Linked DNA regions of Mus musculus: region 2 is linked to region 1. A link is a contact called in public Hi-C data. All regions are on one chromosome and are shown on one strand. Each heading gives the region's core, a stretch centred on a gene start, on an enhancer-like site or on the middle of the called end of the contact. The rest is flanking DNA. Distances are from core to core; before and after follow the strand shown. Region 1 has its middle 77 kb from the start of Gm41326. Region 2 has its middle 19 kb from the start of 9130401M01Rik.

Region 1 (3,368 bases), core at 513-3,012:
GTAGGTTAAAAATCCCGAGTGATCAGCCTTAAAAGCATATATGTGTGAAAAACACTAAATTGACTCCGTAGAAATATGAATGTATGTATGCATGTATGTCTGCACACAGGTGTGTGTGTGTGTGTAACCAGTCAGGCATTTGAAGGTAAAAGGGGGATGTAGGAGAAGCTTGTTATGAGGGAAAATGGTAGAAAAGATATGAATACAATATTCTCGTATAAAAATGTTAAAAGAAAATAAATAAATTAAAAAGAAAAGCATAGTATCTAACCACATAATATAAAAACAATCTTATTTTTCTCTCTTCTTTCTCTCTTTCTTTTCTAAGGTGTCTTTTATTATCAACTTTCTTTCTGAAAATTTCTATAAGAGAAATGTGGTAACCTATCGTGGGGTAAAGTCACAAAAATAAACATATAATATCAGACTCATTCAATCTAGCATACTGGAAGAAGTCTCATATTGGTCACATACTGTAAATTTTCTAAGGATTTTTGTCGATCCATTGAATGCTTAGAAGAAAGGGAATGTGATATCTAGTACCTGCAGGACAACTGGTCATTAAATCTCAGTAACAAAAGACAGCACATGGAGTAGAATATAATGAAAACTACAAACAAATTATGTTATTTGTTCCTACTATTGTGATCAAAATGCCAAACTATGGTGTTAGTAAAATACCTCAATGGGACTCTGAAAACATGTATAGTTAACAAACATGTTTGAATAAGATAAATTTGAATAAGTAAATAGTTTATGAAGAGCAAAATAGAATTTGGAGAATGTCTTGATATAAAAAGTTATGGTAATATAAGTGAATCTACTAAGCAAACCTGTCAGTAATAACTTTTACACAAAATAATGACAATGTGTCTCATATATTTATTTATTTGCAAAAGATTGTATGGCTTCCTTAATAGTTTAAAAGATTTTTTGAATTATTGCAAGGTATTCATGTCTCTTGGCGGTAACATTCTCTGTGACTGTACCTGTGAAAAGTTTTATACTGTGTAAGATACAATGTCACTACACCTGCTCACAAGAAAGAAACTATTACAAAGTCCTCTCAAACTTGTATTCATTTTGTTTTGGTTTTAAATATGGAATATGCAGAATACTTTACCCAAAATCACACAATCAGTGACTGAGGAGTACTTCTAAGTTACATGTAGAAATTCATAGTCTAAAGCCTACCTTTTAAAAATGAATAAAATATGTTTGCATGCATATTTTAATCATATTCTTTCTCTTCCTTCAACTGCTCCCAGACCTTTCTCACCACTCTACTAACCCAACTTCATATATCAACCACATTTCAGAATAGGCCCCATGCCCAGAGGTAGCTGTCAACACAGACTACGTGTGTGTGTGTGTGTGTACACTAGCACATACTTTTTGTTTGTTTGAAGCATCCATCAGTATTACATAATTGTCTCTGGTCCATGGGTCAGGATCACCATCAGCCAATGAGATATAATGCAGCATCCTAGGCTACAGCGGCATCTGCATTGATATGATCTCACATGCTGATTCATGCACACAGGAGAGTTTGTGAAGTTCTGTTAGAGAGCTGCACAGACCTCTCTGCACTTCCTTGGGAAATGTCTCTACTGTGAGATAAGAGTCTCAGCTGCAAAAGCCTTGTGGCTTTTTCCAACCTATGTCTCTTTTTTCTTGATTATCTTGTTAGGTTGATCAACCCACGATGTTCTTACATTCCTACAATGATGACAATTCTACTTTTAGTTGTTCATGGGTTCCCTGCCTGGTGGTCCTGTCTCTACTTCTTAAATTAATTCATAAGAAAAGAAGTATCTTGGCACATGGTATAAAGCTCAGAAAACCAAGAACTAATAGATATGAGAGTCACTTCAGCTGAGTTCGCTAACGCTTTATTTCTTTGCTATTTCAACAAATGTGGTCCGTTCTGTGATTTACAGTTTAGAATAGAACGGTTTGCACACTGAGAAGAATATTCACATATAAATAATTAGTTTTGCAGATATAAATACATTCACATATAAATATGTTAAAACTACATGTTATATATGTGTGTGTGTGTGTGTATGTGTGTGTTTGTTTCATAGAAATTAAAACTTTCCAAGTTGTCATATTTAGTGAGAATTGTAGCAGCTCCTGAGTTGCCATATGGTCCCCTGGTTGCTATGATTCATTGCATTGCCCACATATAAAAGAACTGGGACCTTATATGACTTTGCAAAAAATATTTTGTAGGAAGAAAAATAGGCTAAAGATCTCAAGAAAGAAGGTTGCCCCTGCCCATTTGGGAGCTTTGATTTTATAGTCATTGAATTATTTACATATTAGAATATTAGATCAATATTTAGATAAATGATTCATCTTGCATTGATGCATGCATTTAGCTTTATCAATATCAGTACTCTGCAAATGGCTAGTGCATGTTTGTGGATGGATGTCTGCAGAGGTGATTTCATCCCAGGAAGATCAAAAAGAATTGCTTGCCATCACTGAGGTGACTGCTTACAGACATTAGTCAGGCCCTTCTATGGTCCAAGTTGAAATCATCTAATTAAGAATAAAGCTCACATTCTGAGCTTTCTTAGAACAGAGGTTAATCTAATGAGGCAACCTAAGTTCAAGCCTGAGCTTCCACTCTTATTAGCCTCAAAGGCTTATTGTTTCTAGACTTCCACTTCTTCCTATGCAAGGTGGAGATCCTAAGAGTCTATGCCTGGTTTATTAATTCTGGACCATGGGTGCAGTTTTACAGACTACAGCCAGCATATGGTATAACCTCTTTAAGAAATTTAGAATATTTTTGAGCATCTACATGGTGGTGAATTCTAGTACTAAAATGGAAAGAATCCTCATGGGGTTTAAACTCTAAAAGAGTCCTTATGGCTTATTGAGTGAAAAATTACCTGGGTTAATTAATGAACAGTTGCCTCAGGAGTTGGTAGCAATGTTTTTCATGTTATAAAACACTTTGGTATAATAAAACTAAATACTCTCAGAAATGTTTGCTCATAGCCCAGGCTAGTGAGTACATTGTAGGTACAGAGCATCTGAAAAGATGGGGAGAAATAATAATATTTCTATCTGGATTCTGGCATTTTATCTTTCAGAAACCAGTCCTGTTTGTGAGTTAGGCACATGAACTATTATCAGATAATAAAGGGTGTTTAAATTTTTGCAAAAATCACTTTTGCTATTTGAAGATGGCCTAGATCCTCTTGTGACTGCGTTCAGACGTGTGGGATGAGGAAAGTGGGTGAACAGAGATGTTTCTATACCCCACAGGAAGTATGTTCTTATGAAGGCTGGTGCTTTGTTGAAGTATTCAGTGTGGTGGCCAGTCTCATTTTTTTTCTCCTATATTTATGCTG
Region 2 (3,173 bases), core at 666-3,165, 1.7 Mb after region 1:
CTCACTGAGTCTGCCTGGAGATACCTGTTGGAATGTTGGCTATTCTTGCTGGCTTGATCTTATACCAGTCTTGTGCAGGTAGTCATAGCGACAGCGAGTTCATGGGTGAACTGGTCATGCCACGTCCAGAAGACAGCATTTCATAGCACTTCTTCCTGTCCTCTGGATCTTGTATTCTTCCTGCTTCCTCTTCTATGATGTTACCTGAGCCTTGTGTGTGTGTGTGTGTGTGTGTGTGTGTGTGTGTGTGTGTGTGTGTGTGCGCGTGTGTGTATGTGTGTGTGTAAATGTCCCATTTAGGGCTGAGCACTTGATAGCATTTTATTCTCAGCACTTTGAAAAGTTAGAAGTCTCTGCATTTATTGATGACCGCTGCAGAGAGAAGTTGAAGGTAGTTCTGATTTATGACTATAAACATCAACAGTTAGAATGCAGCATGACAATATGACCACTTAACAAAAACAAAACAAACAAACAAAAAAAAACGGCAGTAGGTTTTCCCTAAGCCTTAGGGCCTTAGGTCTATGGTCTTGACTTTGATAAAATTTATGGTATCAGGCATGAATGACTTCCCATGGAGCAGGCTTCAAATCCAATCCAAAAGCAGTTGGTTACCCCTGTACATTTGTGCTTCTATTGCACCAATGAGCACATCCTTAATAGGATGCAGGGTTGGCCACGGGTATAGCCGATGTCTCTTTTCTCCCTCACCCTTACCACCTGCAGCCTGCACATACCTTTCAGCTCCGTGAGAGCGAGCCAGCAGGGAAGAAATCTTCAGGTCAGTTCCAGCTTGATTTATCTGTCCTAAGAAACCAAAAGTGCACTGTGCCACCAGCACTAAGATCGTACCATCTAGTTCTTGTGGGCAATGGCAATAAACCTATGCTTTGGGGAGGCTTTGGGGACTCTCTGGCCAATAGCTTCTAGGGGAGTACCCCACTCCTGGCACTGGGATTTTTCTCAGACTCATTTCTGAGGCTTGTGCCCAAATCCCTCTCATCACCTCCAAACCCCGCACTCTTGGAGTTTTGCATACCGTCCGTGTCTGCTGGTCCCAACCCCATCTATACCATCTAGAAGCCGAGTTAACTCAGAACACGTGGGGCACTAACAGTGTAAATGCTTAGGTGTTAATATAGTGTATATGTTCAGCTTCTGTTCTACAGTAGGGAATGTAGATGCATTTTTACAGTACAGAGTACAAAGGCTCACACACCCATCCCCCACCCCCTATTGTTTTCTTGCTAGTTTTAGTTCCACTTGGGGTCATAATGACCTGTGGCTTTCCCTCACTAGGGACCTGTGGCTGGAGCGGTCCTTAACTGACAGTCACTACCACTGAGTGAAGTTCAACAATGGCATCTGTACATTCCCAGTGGGCACATCTCTCTGCTCTGAGGATCCAGGGATGGTAGGCAGTACTTCCCCTATAAAGGTTACCAGAAAGACCTGAAGAAAATGGCAGGATTTTTATGTTGTAGAGGACCCAAGAGAAGGGAGTGCTTTAACCAAGAGAAGGTCCACACTGCCCGGACATCATGGTGGCTGCTAATGACCATATGCTTCTATAATCTTCTATCTCTCTCCCCCACCCCTCCTCTCTCTCCTTGGAGTGGCCCATTACAGTCACTGGTTTGCATACAACACTGATCGTGTATTGCTCCACCTGCACTGTCAGAGCCCAGAGACCATCAGTGTCCCCACCGGCCCCAGCAGGGTAGTAGCAATGCCCTGCTTAGACCCCGTGTGTCACCACGGCTCCTCAGCTGAGTGCTCGTGGGAAGCCTCATTCCTGCAGGGCCATTGTGACACCCCAAGACTGCTTCAACAGGACAAGCCAAGGAACTTCCACCTTTGTGTGCCTTCACCGCTTGCCCCGCCGGCCCACCATCCACGTGACAGAGCAGCTTCTTCAAACGCTCCCTTCTCTGGACTTGATCCAAGATGCTGTTGGACACAGAGAAACTGCCAGTCACTTTCTCAGCTTCCTCCTCGAGAGTGTTGTGTGTCAAAAAAAACTGTCATTAGGAATGTAAACATTGCACACACTCGAGGTAGCAAGCAGAGATGCAACCCCTCTTCACTGTTGCTCCAAGGCAGATGTGGTTGGTTCTTCTAAGAGCACCCAGCCATCCTTCCTCTGCAGAGGGGGTGAAGGAGGCTGGGCCACGCTTCAGAGTGTGCTGAACAGAAGTCCTGAGGAGACAGCCAGTAGGACAGTGGTCCCACGTGTGCACAGGGCTGAGGGAGGACCACTTCGCTGTCTTCCCCACCGGAGAGAGAGTCTCTGCCTTCTACCCTGGGGACCCTGGCTTGGAAACAGATTTCTAGAGGTTCGCACTGACATAGGTGAGATCAGGTCTCCTGCCTCCCCTGAGCAGCACGGTCCAGGCCTCTCCCTTGGCTTCCCACGGGTGCAGAGAAAGAAGCCAGGCAAACTCTGAAGGCAGGGAAGATGGTACATCCCTAGCCAAATGGGCAGGAGAGGAACAAAGAGGGTGTGAACATGTCCTCCCAGGGGACAGGACAGGCCTGGAACTACTGTGCCATAAATACCATGCCTGGGGCACCTCAACAGCAAGCAATTTATACTCTTACAGATCTGGAGTCACAGCTCAAGCTACCACCTGAGTCCCAGAAGGCTCCTGCCCTACACCACCTGTGGTGATCCTTAGCTTGGACCAAAAGGCACAGAGGAGACTGGTAAAGCACACCTCTCGGTATCTCTGTCAGGCTTTTCCTCACGTGATTGGTTCCAGGCGGGCTATGATCAACCAATGCTTGACCTCACTGAAGGATGTACGGCACCAGGAGAGCCTCGGACCATTCCCAGCATGCTCTCTGCTCTCTGTCGGCCTGCGGTGTAAGACGTGAACCTTCAGCTGCTGTTTCAGTCACCATGGCTGCTCCTCCTTTCTTTCTGCCATCTGGAAGCATAATCCAAATAAACTTCCCTCGAGAAGTTATCTGGATCATGGTTTCTTGTCACAGCCATAGGAGAGCAACTAACAGAGGGCATGGCTTTGAAGGAGTACCTTGCCTTGGCCTCAGCCTCTCTCTCTCTCTCTCTCTCTCTCTCTCTCTCTCTCTCTCTCTCTCTCTCTCTCTCTCTCCTTCCTGACTGCCATAAGGCTGTTCTATCATATCCTTCCACTGTAATGTTTTACCTC

The links. Hi-C and Micro-C count contacts between places; a contact is called where the count stands out from the background.
Region 2: a contact with region 1 is called in a Hi-C map of the N1E-115 cell line, with 4 times the contacts expected there. The contact joins two enhancer-like sites. A contact is called at or near these places in 1 of 39 promoter capture datasets (hippocampal neurons) and 1 of 484 Hi-C or Micro-C datasets (the N1E-115 cell line).

What each region holds. Positions count from the first base shown.
Region 1 is chr15:56,331,224-56,334,591 of GRCm38.p6, forward strand. No RefSeq gene overlaps it. Among named protein-coding and RNA genes, the nearest start is that of Gm41326, 77 kb to the right of the region's middle. Within about 2 kb of position 1,763, at least 1 of the 459 cell types and tissues checked has an H3K27ac peak or open chromatin away from gene starts, as enhancers often do. A contact at or near this core is called in the N1E-115 cell line, where this site is marked.
Region 2 is chr15:58,013,521-58,016,693 of GRCm38.p6, forward strand. No RefSeq gene overlaps it. Among named protein-coding and RNA genes, the nearest start is that of 9130401M01Rik, 19 kb to the right of the region's middle. Within about 2 kb of position 1,916, at least 50 of the 459 cell types and tissues checked have an H3K27ac peak or open chromatin away from gene starts, as enhancers often do. A contact at or near this core is called in the N1E-115 cell line, where this site is marked.